3 separate regions of the Zea mays genome follow, and regions 1 and 2 are each linked to region 3. The links are chromatin contacts, called in public Hi-C maps. All regions are on one chromosome and are shown on one strand. The core of a region is the stretch at or near the end of the contact, and the rest is flanking DNA. Distances in the headings are between cores, read along the strand shown. Region 1 has its middle 40 kb from the start of LOC103634840. Region 2 holds the start of LOC100191361. Region 3 holds the start of LOC103634842 (transcription initiation factor TFIID subunit 15b).

Region 1 (4,208 bases), core at 869-3,368, 190 kb before region 3:
CCTTCGAACCCCTAAGCAGCAGGTGACTTATCACCTCTTCCTTCTCGAGGAAGGAAGTCCAAGGTCTGGGCGCCTCTCCCTGTTATCTGCGAAGGGATGAAAAAGAGGAGGGATAGAGGGCCACACCTTTTGATGCGTAATGTGAAGCGACGCTTGCTGACCGACGTCATCCCGACAGGAAGGGCGAGAATTTAATGTGACGGGACGCGTTGGCCCGTAGGCCGACCATTGCAGCACGCGTGCGTGGGGAATTCGAAGTGACCCAACCCATTCCTGGCCTTGACTCGGGGTGGCTCGGCCCATATCTCGGTGACTCCGTTCGCCCCTATAAATCCGCCCGAGGGCTCTTTCGTTCTTTGCCTTCTGCTCTTGCTTTCCTGCCCTAGCCACAAAAACTCTTGCGCTCTCTTCTTGTCTTCTTCCTTAGCTCTGATGGACGAGAAACTAAGCGTCCTTCCTCCCCACGACCCATGGCCGATCTCCTCTATCACCGTCGATGACCTGCAGGCATTGGTGGACATCGGGCTGCTCCGTCCCAGCTCCCACGGGCCACAGCTGGAGTGGATTGCACCAGGCGACGAGCAAGAACTGTCTCTGCCTGCGGGTTATGTGGTGAGTTTCACCCCCTTCCACGAGCGGGGTCCAGAGTGCCTACGAGTCGCTTCATGCGGGCGCTCTCGCATTACTATGGGGTGGAGCTTCACAACTTCAACCCCAACTCCATCGCTCAGGCGGCCAACTTCGTCGCCGTCTGCGAGTAGTACATGGGGATTGAGTCCCATTGGGACTTATGGCTCCACCTATTCCGGGCGGAGCCGTTCTCCCTCTCCACCGACGTGATGATGGTGCGCAACATGGTACGGGTTGGCGGCTGCACGCTTCTGCTGCGCTCGGATCAGACGCAGTTGTACATCCTTGCCATCCTCACCTCATCGAACAAAGGGTGGCAGGGCCGATGGTTCTACCTCCGCAACGATGACGGGCAGCAGCCAGTGTATACGTAGCACATCGTCTTTGCGGCGATGGAACACTGGCGGTGAGCGCTCCACGGGAGCACCAGGTCCAGCTGCAGTGCAGCTGGACGCCCTATGGAGGCTTGGGACCGCGGACTTACCGCGGTTAGAGTCATCGCCGCCTCCCATCGGAGGAGGGTATTGCTGCTAACCGAGTGTCGGCTCTGCCTGGACGAGATGACGGTCGTGGCCTCCATAGAAAGCTCCCAGATGGCATCGGACACCCTCTCCACCAACGAACTCCTCTGGCGGGTGAAGGGGGCGGTGTGGAAGGCAGACTACACCGCCCCCGTCCTAATGCGCCCCAACCAAGGCTACGTGTCCCTGGTGAGTCTTCAGATTCTCCTTCCATTCTCTCTTCCCTTTTTTCTCCATCTCATCCTTCTCCTCCCTTTCCCAGAGGCTGCAGGACTACCGAATCGCCCGACCTCCAGTTCTAGAGGACGTTGCCGGCCGAACAATGCGTCAGTTGGCCGTCGAGGAGAAGAAGAAGAAAGATGCGGACAAGAAGCGGGCCCACGAGAAGAGGGTAGCCCGTGACACATTGGAGAAGTGTCGTAGGGCGCAGGCGAGGGAGGGGTTGCCGTTGAACCCTCTCCCAGCACGCAGGAGGAGGACGATGAGGGGATGGAGGTCCGGCTGGGCTTCAGTCCCGAGGCCAGACTTTGGTCTGAGCCAGCCTCGGTGGGTCTATCGAGCGGCACGAACGTGCCCTCACAAGGGACAACAGCGTCCCTGTGAGAGGCGCGGGTGTCGGGCGAGCCAGGCCCTGTCCCTGCAGTTGCAGAGGAAGTGGTGGCCGTGGAGGAGAAGGCAGCCGCCCCGCCCTAGGTGGCTGCCACGAAGCTCGTGGATGAGAGGGCTGCCGTCCCGCTCTAGGTGCCCATAACGGGGCAGAGGCTGGCCGTCGTACCCCAGACCAGGTACGCCGCTAAACCATAGGAGTATTTTCTTTGTCCTTGAGTTCTACTTATGACTTTTTGTCTTGTTATGCTTCAGCATAAAGCGCAAGGCCCGCAAGCCGGCCTTTATTGCCACTAAGGAGGTGAAGTCTGGTGTGGGACGTTGGCCGAGGCCGTGACTCGCTCGCACACGTGGCTCGACGCTGTCGTGGAGGCCATCCAGCGGGGCACCGAGGTGGTCCAGCTTGCCCTCGGTGGGCATACTGGGCAGGGTGCTACAGACGTCGAGGTGGCTGCGGCGCCTCCGACGACTTTGGCCGAGGCCATCACCGTCTCTTCCGGGGAGGAGGCGGGGTGTCGGACGCAATGTCGACCGGGCACCACCCACCATCTTGGACCTCCTGCGTGCCATCCCCGACTCCTCGGTTGTTGTCTGGAGCCTCGAGGTGGCAAGTGTCGAGGAGGTCGGCCCCTCGAAGCGGCCTGAGAAACCCTTTGTGAGATGTCCCTTTCTACGAGTGGTGTAGTGATGTTGCTTTTTTTCTTCTCAGGGGCTGATGGCGAAATCTGCTGCCAAGTCCATCTTCATCCGTCGTGAGTGTGACGTCTGGGCCGCGCTGCAGCGCCAGCAGGGCCTACTGTATCGCTCAAACGAGCAGCTAGCCCTGAAGAGCGCCGAGGCGCGGACCTGACTTCACTGTGCGTGGAGTTGAAGGACGAGGTCACGGCTATCCGCGGGAGAGTGGAGCCGCTTCAGGAGGAGGTGCGGCTGCTGAACACAAAGGTGTCGCCGTTGGCGGAGGAGGTGCAATAGTTGAAGGAAAGCCTCCTGGTGGTGACTGGCTGGTGGTGACTGGCGAATGAGATGAGTCTCGCCGCTAGGCCACCCAGGCCTCCTCCCGAGCCGACTTCCTTGCAAAGGAATTGGAGGCCGAGCGATCTGAGGCCCAAGGCCTGAAGGCCCAAATGGGAGGTACGCGTTGCTTCCTCCTCTTTGTCTATTTGGTTTTTGTCAGCCCTGGCTCAGTGTAACAATTATCCTCTAGAGCTCCGGCGGGATTTGGACACCTCCATCGAGACTTCCCAGACGCTCTCCCGGAATGAAAGGGAAATAGTCTCAATATTTCCTATAATCGATTTTGGTGTTTGACGACCATCACAAACCTTGTGGACTAACCAATATGCCTAGTTGATCATTTCATAGGTGCATAAGTTCATCTACAACTATTCTAAATCGACTGTCCAGAATACCGTAGATTATTCCGGACAGGAGAAGCTTTTTGGAAAAACACCTATGCGCGGACCGTCCGGGCCATTGCGGCGGACCATCCGCGGCACCAAGGTGAACCTCGGATAGGAACACTGCAAAAACACAAGTCTACTCTACGGATCGTCGAACGGAGAAGCGAGCACCGTCCGAGACCAAGCGCGGACCGTCTGGCTTCAGGCGCGGACCGTCCAGTCGGTGAAAACCAGAAAAAACCCGAAGGTGACGGGTTCGGTAAAATGTATTTTCAGCGTCCTCGCGGACCGTCCAGGGTGCACGACCGGACCGTTGAGAGCACCTAGAGGGGGGGGGGGGTGAATAGGTGATCCTGTAAAACTTAAAACTTAACACCACTAACTTGATTAAGAGTTAGAACAATGAAATCAAGTGAGTAGAGAGGAGAGCTCTTGTGAAGCACAATAGACACAATAAGGACAAGCACAAGAGACACGAGGATTTATCCCGTGGTTCGGCCAAGTACAAAACTTGCCTACTCCACGTTGTGGCGTCCCAATGGACGAGAGTTGCACTCAACTCCTCTCAAGTGATCCAATGATCAACTTGAATACCACGGTGTTCTTCTTTACTTTACTCTTTCCCGTTTGCGAGGAATCTCCACAACTTGGAGTCTCTCGCCCTTACAATAAGAATCACAATGAAGCACTAGAGTAAGGGAGGGAAGCAACACACTCAAATCCATAGCAAATACGCACACACAAGACCAAGACTTGAGCTCAAAAGAGTATCACAAGGTTCTCACTAGAACGGAGCTCAAATCACTAAGAATGTCGAACAAGTGTGCAAGAATGAAGTGTGAATGATCAACAATGCTCAAAGGTTGCTTGGTGTGCTCCTCCATGCGCCTAGGGGTCCCTTTTATAGCCCCAAGGCAGCTAGGAGCCGTTGAGAGCATTCCAGGAAGGCAATTCTTGTCTTCTGTCGCCTGGCACACCGGACAGTCCGGTGCACCACCGGACACTGTCCGGTGCACCACCGGACACTGTCCGGTGCAGATTTCTTTCCTTC
Region 2 (4,457 bases), core at 1,350-3,849, 170 kb after region 3:
CACCCGCTAGGTAACACACGCTGCTCTTCCCTGTGCGCAGCGAGCCCGCGAGCTTCCTCGACGTCGGCAATGGCGCAAGGAAATGGAGGTGGCGCCCCGACTCCACTTCCCCAGCTCGGTGCACGGGCCACGGCCACCCTGTCTCTACCTCAACGGCAAGCCACAACAGCGTCTACCGCAGATCCGACTCTGAATCATCCGACCTCCATTGAGGATGGCGTCGGTGGCAGATCTTCGTTCACGCCAACGCCGAGTGCAAGCCCAACTGTTGTAGGCAGCAGCTCGGACACAGGTAACAAGCGAGGTAGGAAAACCACCTCTGATGTGTGGAATGACTTCGAGCAACTCTACAAACAAGTTAATGGTAAGAAAGTCAGGTATGCAGCAAAATGTCACTACTGCAAATCACAGTTAACTGCTAAGGGTGGTACAGGTCATTTGCATCGACATCGTATTGCTTGTGCATCTAAAGCTGAGCGTGCAAGTAGGCCACAATCTTTACTTCAGTTTAATGGTGATGGTTCTGTGCGTTCATGGGATTATAATGCTGCTACTGCTCGTACTGAAATGTGTCGTTTGATTGCTACTTTAGATCTTCCTTTGGGTTTTGGTGGTCATCCTGCTTTTGAGCGTTACATTAGACGCTCTCATAATCCTAGGTTCCGTTCTGTGTGTAGACAGACAACGACTAGAGATCTTGTTAAGTTTTTCAAGCAACGTCGTACCGTGTTGATTGATCTATTGCAATCTAGTGTGTCATCTGTTGCACTCACATCTGATATATGGTCTGGTAATGCGAAGGAAGATTATATTAGTGTTGTTGCCCATTTTGTTAATGTTGATTGGTTGTTAGAGAAAAGGGTCATTGGAATGAGGCTTATTGATGTTTCGCATAGTGGCTCTAATATTGCAGAGCGGGTTGCAACTGTTGTTGAAGAGTTTAAGTTGATTGATAAGGTTTTTTCTGTTACTCTAGATAATGCATCAGCTAATTCTAATGCTATGAACATCCTTACACCAAGGTAGTGTTTGGTTGAAGAGCCAAGTAGAACGGAGTCGTTCTGTCCCAGTTTTGTTGCTGTTTGGTTACAAAGTAACTAGAACGGAATGGCTCCAATTAGAGAATATTCTCCTCAGATTCGGAACCATTCCGCTCCAAAAAATCAACCGAACGGAGCCGCTCCGTTCCCATCCCGCTCTCACAGTCACGCTCCGTTCCGTTCACTCTGCAACCAAACAAAAAACAGAGCCACTCCGTTCCAGATTACCAAACACAGAACAGAGCGGCTCCGTTCCTAGAATTAGGGATGTATCGGCTCCGTTCTACTTGGCTCCTCAACCAAACACTGCCCAAGATTCTCTGGTTATGTTGGTTCTCTATTCTTGCATCAGAGATGTGCATGTCACATAATTAATCTCATTGTAAAATCTGGTTTGAAGCGTTTGAAACCTTATGTTGAAGATTTCAGAACTGCAATATCATTTTTAAATGCTTCCAACCAACGCATCGCTGCATATAAATCTTATTGTGCTGCTATGGATGTTCGTCCTCGCAAATTTGGTTTGGATATGGATGTTAGATGGAACTCTACATATGGATGTTAGCAAATTTGGTGGCACCAGGTTGCAAAGGGCAACTCAATCCGTAAGTACTAGCAAAGTGAAATCTGCTTGGGGTAAGATTTATGGTACTTCATCTTCTAACACTAGAACTACTACTACTTCTGTTGGCCATACTTCTTCGCCTTCTAATTTCTGTCCAGTCTCTGAGTTGTCCATGTATGTTGACAGTGATCCAATTACTGTGTTTGATGATGATTTTGATATTCTTAGTTGGTGGCGTGAGCATAAGAATACATACCCTATTCTCTCCATTTTAGCTAAGGATGTTCTAACTGTACCTGTTTCAACTATTAGCTCCGAATCTGTTTTTAGTCTTGCTGGCAGGGTGCTTGAGGAGAGGAGACGTTGTCTAACTAGTGAGATGGTGGAGACCTTGACATGTTTGAAGGATTGGCAGATGAGCGACGATAGAGAACAACACAACTTGGAGAATCCAGAGCTTCAACAAGCCTTCGAGAATCAGTATCTAGATGGTGATGGTGATGATAATCAAGATGCTCCTAGTGACTAGTGTGCATGTGGCCGTGTAGGATTATATCATTGTATATGTATTTCGTATGTATGGCTGTATTACTCAACTAAACTCTCGAAACATTGAACTGATTACTATTTTTGAGCTAGATGTACTCTTTTTCCCTTATGACCAAAGGTTTTTAATGAGGCAGCCACAAAATAGCTCAATTTTATTTGGTCATATATGTTCTGTACCTGAGTACCTCTGTTTTCGTATTATTATTGTTGCATTTTATATGTGGGCTGATCTGACACATTATGGTATTTTGGTCTTTTTGGGCCGGTCTGACACACATTAGTAATTGTGTGCTGTGCCGTGGGCCGTTGGCTCGGCCCATGTGCTGGCACGGCCCACAATTGGGGTTGTGCCTTTGTGGGTCGTGCCTAGATGTGCTTGTGCCGTGCCGGGCCAGGCCGGCCCACATGTACAACTATACCACACACCAAGAGCCACAGGCCAGAGGCCACGCGGCCACGCCGTCCTCTTCACCCCAGGGTTGCCGACGCGGCGACTCCGATCACCCACCACCGCTGCCCCCTGTCCTCCCTGCTGCCGCCTGTGCCGGGGCTAGCCCGCCGCGGAGCCATGTCGCGGTCCTTGAGCATGAGAGGGAGCATGAGGGCGCGCCGCGACCTGCCTCCTCCTGAGAAGGTGAGGGACCCCCTCTCCCCGTCCATCCCTTCCTCCCTCGGGCTTCTGCTCGGCCCCCGCGGGTGAGGTGAGCGTGCCCACATTAGTGCGATCGTTTGTGTCTTTCGGGCGTGTGTGCGATGGGCGAGTTGGATCTCGGGGAACCAACTCATGGCCAATTTGTTGGAACTAGGGTTTGCTGAAGACCTCCAATGCAAGGCGGCGCCGGCAAGCATTCAAGGGAACGAAAAAAAAATCTACAACGGGGTTGAGTTTCTCTTGGTTGAATCTAGTTGTCTGCAAAAAGGATGCTGTACACTTTTCTCGTTCCAGTTGGAAAAAAAAGGAAGCGACGAATAGTCCTATATAATAATTATATGAACACCAGAATTCCATATGGTTGCAAAACCTAACCACTATATTTGATAGTTTATCTTCCCCAAGGTTGGCACCATTTACTCGTACAAAACCAAACACAGTTATTAACTAGAAATCAGATTTCTTTTAGGACCTGTTTGGATCCCATGAATTCAAACCAATATCTAGCAAATGCTTCCCATTTCATTATTATATTACTTTCCAATTCCTATCAATTCCAGGGAACCAAACATGGCCTTATTCAATTTCCTATTTAAACTCTGGACGTTCGTTTAATATTACTTTTCTAGTTCTCTTCTGAAATTTCTGTAGCTACAGAAAGCAATCATTATCCATTAAGGGGGTAAAGATTTTGAAAAAACAATTCAATGATGTAAATATTCATGAGTACTTGGCCTACCACCTACTGGCTTGTGTGTGTTTCGACTAATGAGCCTTAGGTTAGAAAGTGGATGGGTTTAGTGACAAAACCTTGCCCTATATGCTATAAAGTATTTCACTGCACCCTTTTAGCATCAGCTGTTATGCGAGCTTGTGCTCCCTTGGCATCATTATGTTGTATTTTAGGCACAGGTCCTGTAGAGTTTTACTCAATTAATTAATAATTGTGAATTATGTGCATCAGACAATTGAAAGGCTTGAGAGTATGGTGGATGGAGGAAATTTCTATGAAGCTCAACAAATGTACAAGTCAACCAGTGCAAGGTACTACACATTATTTATCTTAGTAACAAATGGTTGGCTCTAGACGAGGATATTTTTTAACTCAACATGAGATTTGCTCCCATGGAAGTCGGACTTAGGACCTGAGGAGTGCTAATCAGACCATCTAACCAGCTAGAGGCCCTTTCAGCTTTCGCAACAGCCTTATGTTTCAATCTATTTAAAAGTTTCTTATAACATGATTATATCAACCTTCCACACCATTATTACTTCAAGTTGACTCCCTGATCAAGAGCCAGATTGGTTTGTTATTTCACTTATTTGTCATTTGTTTGACTCATATGGCGTCTTGAAGGTGCTCATGGCAGGTCATAGTTATATACATTTCAAGTAAAATAAAGAACAATGACTTTGCATTGTGGACAAATGTTATTCATACATGAAATGCCCATGTTTCTTAAGCCAGAAGGATAGTGCAGATTTGGTTTGGTAATTTATAAAAAATGATGTTATTTGAAGATGTATATGTAATTTACTAATAAGATTCAACAGGGTGCAAAATGTTGAAGTGTATAAATGGATTGACTACCTTATCCCATCAGCTTAAGCTTTTGGGTTGAACTGTTTAATACGTCCACTCTAACATGGT
Region 3 (4,238 bases), core at 436-2,935:
TTTTAACGTTTTATATTAAACATTTACATTTGAGCAACTGTCGCACTCACTGAAAGCCTAAAACATAGTGATAATGGGCTTAAATTGAGTCCAACAATGACCCCTTAAGACCTTGTTTGGTTATTCATATCCCATATGGATTGGAGAGGATCGAGAGGAATTAAGTGATATTTTGATGTGCTATGGATTTAAACTCATTCAATCCCCTCCAATCGATATGTATTGAGATAAAAACGAACAAGCCCTAAAGGGTCCTCTATCCTATATTTAGGGAGAATCCCCCTCTATCTCTCAAGCAGCGTTCTCTAAACGATACTATAAATATAGAGGACGTTCCTCTCTCTATATTTTTTCTACTCTTTTTTGTCTATTTTAATACTTTAAATCGCATACTCCATCTATCACAAAATATAGTTTTATAACCCTCTTCTTTTGCGTCTACATTCGAATGAATGATAATGAATGTAGACATACATACAAACCACTTTCATAGATTAATCAATTAATATATACTTAGTCTAAAATGAATACTATTTTGGGACGAGGGTATTTAGTAAAATTAAAATATGTATAAAAATGTGTATATATAAAAAATTAAAGTAAAATATATATCTCATTAAAATATATTTATGTATAGAAGACGAGATATAAAGAATGTTGTTGAAGAAGAAAGAGACGTAGGGGGTGTTTGAATGCACTAGAACTAATAGTTAGTAGCTAAAATTAGTTGGTGACATCCAAACAACTTAGATAATAGTTCAACTATTAGCTATTTTTAGTAAATTAGTTAATCATTAGCTAGTTAATTTCACTAGTAATTTTTTAGCCAATTAACTATTAGCTTTAGTGCATTCAAACATCACCATAGAAAAGATAATCTTTCAAGAGAATATGGCCCTGTTTGGGAGAGCCACACTTCAAGAATTTTAAGTCTATTTATGGCCTGTTTGGTTCAGCTTTTTTCTGACCAGTTTTTCCGAGAATCTAGCTGTGGGGAGAATCTAGTTGTGTAGAGAATCTGAGTATCATTAGAATTACGTGCGGAGGAAGATAAAGTTATACATGGGGCTCAGGATCTATAAAGTGATGGATTACTACTATTGCGACGACTCAATCGATTATATGTTTATGTTGATTTTAAATGTTTTTACCCAAACAAATTTTATAGAAGCTGACTGAAAAGCTGAGTGTTTGGCAGTCCGTAACAACTTTTGGTGGCCAGAAGCTGCGAAAAGTCGAAACAAACAGGGGCTTAAGCTTTTATATCTAAACAGGTCCAGCTACACGAGCTCTAACTTTTTTTTGAAACTATAGGCTAATTTCATGAATTTTTTTAAGTTCCTTAAATGGTGCTTAAAAACACTTTTTCATACCCTCTCGTAAAGTTATAAAAAAATTAATCATCATGTCATTTGTTACATGACCTACCGATTCAAGTCTTTTTCTCCACCGCTAATCATTAAAGGTAATTAAAAAAACTCACATAAATTAATTGTATTATAGAAGTTGGAGTTTATGTACAAGCCAAATAATCTTGAACCCCACGTAATTAATTTGTTGAAGTTGTTTCGGGGTGAAGCCGGTAAACTGAAGTTACAATTCATAAACGAAGCCCTACTAACCCGAGCCTATAAAAAAACGAATATAGGTAATGGATTCAAAGAGCTAAATCCGCCGCCATCCCAACCGCCCTATAGCAGTCCACCGCTGTTAAGCACAGTACGATTTGCCACTCTTCTTTTTGCCCTAATACATATTCCATATATCTATCCCTGTTCGCATCACGACTCGCGAGCTCCCGGTCCCAAACCCTAGGCCTAGGGGGCGACCTGACCCGATGTCAGCGTCTTACGGATCCGAAGACTACCGCGGCGGCGGCGGTGGCGGAGGCTACGGTGGCCGAGGTTGCGTTTGGATCCCGCGAGCTGCGTGCGCTTGTCTGTCTCCCTGGAATCTGCTTCTGAGCGATTCGTGCTTGTGCAGGTGGCGGCGGCGGTCGTGGGCGCGGAGGCGGGGGAGGATATGGAGGTGGCGGCGGTGGAGGAGGATATGGAGGTGGCGGTAGTGGAGGCTACGGCGGCGGCGGGGGTGGAGGTGGCCGAGGCAGTGGCGGCGGAGGGTTCGGTGGTGGAGGACGAGGAGGTGGTGGAGGTGGCCGAGGCGGTGGCGGGCGCGGGGGTGGACGCGAAGGAGACTGGGTTTGCCCTGACGCGAGGTGCTTTTCCAATAGTTTGTTCATCGATTTTCTGTTGGACTAGATTCCTTCAATTGTGTTATTCCGGACTGTCCTTCGAATTCTGGCGTGTAGACTCGAGACAAGTACAACTGTTTCGAGATGTTTTTTACGTGTTTGGGTAATTGAATCACTATGCTGTCGGATAATGATTTGCATGCGGCATGGTGTGCAGGACCTAGCTCCCTGTTCCTTTAGTTTGATTTGATCCATGAGCTGGATGGTATATAGCTTCCTGTCATTTGCGTTGTCTGGTTTACCGGACTTCAATAAGCTTCTATGGATTGAAGCTGGTTGTCTTCACTATAATTCTAAAAGATTTGTGCTAGATGGCTACTGATGACAACTTAAAGCTGATTCCATGGCTTTGTAAATTTATTTGACTTTGAAATGTAATTCAGTATAACTGTAGTCCATACATGTATACATCTGATTATGATTATAGGAAATGTTTATGTTTTTTTGGCTGTACTTTCATAATGTGTTATTTTCTTTGTATGTACTTTTAGTTCTTCCATGATCCAGAAATTTTAATTGTTTTATTATAACTGGTTTCTTGGTTTATTTATTTCCTGAAAATTTACAATCTTGATGCAGTTGTGGCAATGTGAACTTTGCGAGGAGGGCTGAATGCAATAAGTGTGGAGCACCTTGCCCAAGTGGAGGTGGTGGCGGCGGGGGTGGGGGTTATAATAGATCTGGTGGAGGTGGTGGAGGATACAACCGTGGCAGTGGTGATTATGGTTCTGGAGGTGGTGGTTTCGACCGAGATGGTGGAGACTATAATTCTGGTGGGCGTGGTGGTGGAAGCGGGGGTGGAGGAGGCTACAATCGAAGTGGTGGCAGTGACCGTGGTTTTGATGACCACCGTGGTGGCAGAGGTGGCAGCTATGGGGGACGAGATCAGGAGAACCAAAGGGGTAGTGAAGGTGGCTACAGTGCTGGTGGCTATGGGCAAGCTCCTCCACAAGCTCCTCCTTCGTATGGTGGTCCTGCGGGTGATTATGCAGCACCTCCGAGCTCCTATGGAGGCAACAATGCTTATGGTTCAGATTCTGCAGTGCCGCCTCCTAATAGCTACAGTGGTGGCCCAGGCTCATACCCACCAAGCTATGGTGCCCCGCCTCCACACCAATATGGTGGTGCCCCAGGGGGGCAAGGGGGTCTGCCTCCTACATATGATGGTGGATATGGTGGTCGGTCCATGCCTGGGGGTGGAGGATCTGGGGGTGCACCACCGCCTTATCATGGTGGCGGCAGCGGTTATACTGGTAGTGCTGACCCTGAACCAGCTGGAAAAGTTAAGCAGTGCGATGAAAATTGTGACGAGACATGTGACAACGCAAGGATTTACATCTCAAATTTGCCTCCTGATGTCACTGTTGAGGAATTACAAGAGCTATTTGGAGGAATCGGCCAGGTATAATTTAATTTTACATCGCTTCCTTTTGAGTGATAGTAATTGTATGTTGTACAAGATTATCGTGTTCTCCAATGGTATATATTTTATATTTCTGCAACAGAATTCATTACTTTTTTTTACTACTTTGCTAATTAGATTTGTACTTCTGTGATGCTCACTACGATTGTGCATTTTATAGCCAAAATTTCTACTACTGAATTGGTAATACAACCTTTAGTAGTTAATACTTATACTTATGCAATCGTGTAATGTGACTTTTGGTGATGGAAAATGTTATGTATTACATCAAATTTGGTATTAGTGTTTCACTGCTTCCTTGATTGTTATTAGGGTTCTCAGAATTTTAGCTTATTTGAGTAGAACATTGGTATGGAACCGATTTTTTCTATTTGCCTTTTCTTTCTATATTGAGTAGAGTACAGTTGGTTTCACATTATGTTGAGCCTTTGTTATTAACTAACACTTTTTTAGAGTTTCCTTTTCAGATTCTTTATCATCTATCGCCACTTCTTTACAGTTTCTTGGTTTTACATGAGCTATCATGCTGTTGAAACCAATTCATTTATTTAATGTGTTGCCCTT

What was found. A called contact is a pair of places that touch in the nucleus more often than the background predicts.
Region 1: a Hi-C map of tassel shows a contact between it and region 3, with 2.4 times the contacts expected there. The contact joins the enhancer-like site here to the promoter of LOC103634842 in region 3. A contact is called at or near these places in 5 of 25 Hi-C or Micro-C datasets (ear, endosperm, leaf and 1 more).
Region 2: a Hi-C map of ear shows a contact between it and region 3, with 2.3 times the contacts expected there. The contact joins the promoter of LOC100191361 here to the promoter of LOC103634842 in region 3. A contact is called at or near these places in 4 of 25 Hi-C or Micro-C datasets (ear, leaf and tassel).

What each region holds. Positions count from the first base shown.
Region 1 is chr8:16,057,608-16,061,815 of Zm-B73-REFERENCE-NAM-5.0, forward strand. No RefSeq gene overlaps it. Among protein-coding and RNA genes, the nearest start is that of LOC103634840, 40 kb to the left of the region's middle. Within about 2 kb of position 2,119, at least 19 of the 20 cell types and tissues checked have an H3K27ac peak or open chromatin away from gene starts, as enhancers often do. A contact at or near this core is called in ear, endosperm, leaf and 1 more, where this site is marked.
Region 2 is chr8:16,410,245-16,414,701 of Zm-B73-REFERENCE-NAM-5.0, forward strand. It overlaps LOC100191361, which reads left to right and starts at 2,600. Exons shown (of 12, transcript NM_001136795.1): 1 at 2,600-2,788; 2 at 3,771-3,850. The coding sequence starts at 2,723.
Region 3 is chr8:16,243,590-16,247,827 of Zm-B73-REFERENCE-NAM-5.0, forward strand. It overlaps LOC103634842 (transcription initiation factor TFIID subunit 15b), which reads left to right and starts at 1,686. Exons shown (of 9, transcript XM_035961607.1): 1 at 1,686-1,904; 2 at 1,984-2,215; 3 at 2,831-3,653. The coding sequence starts at 1,838.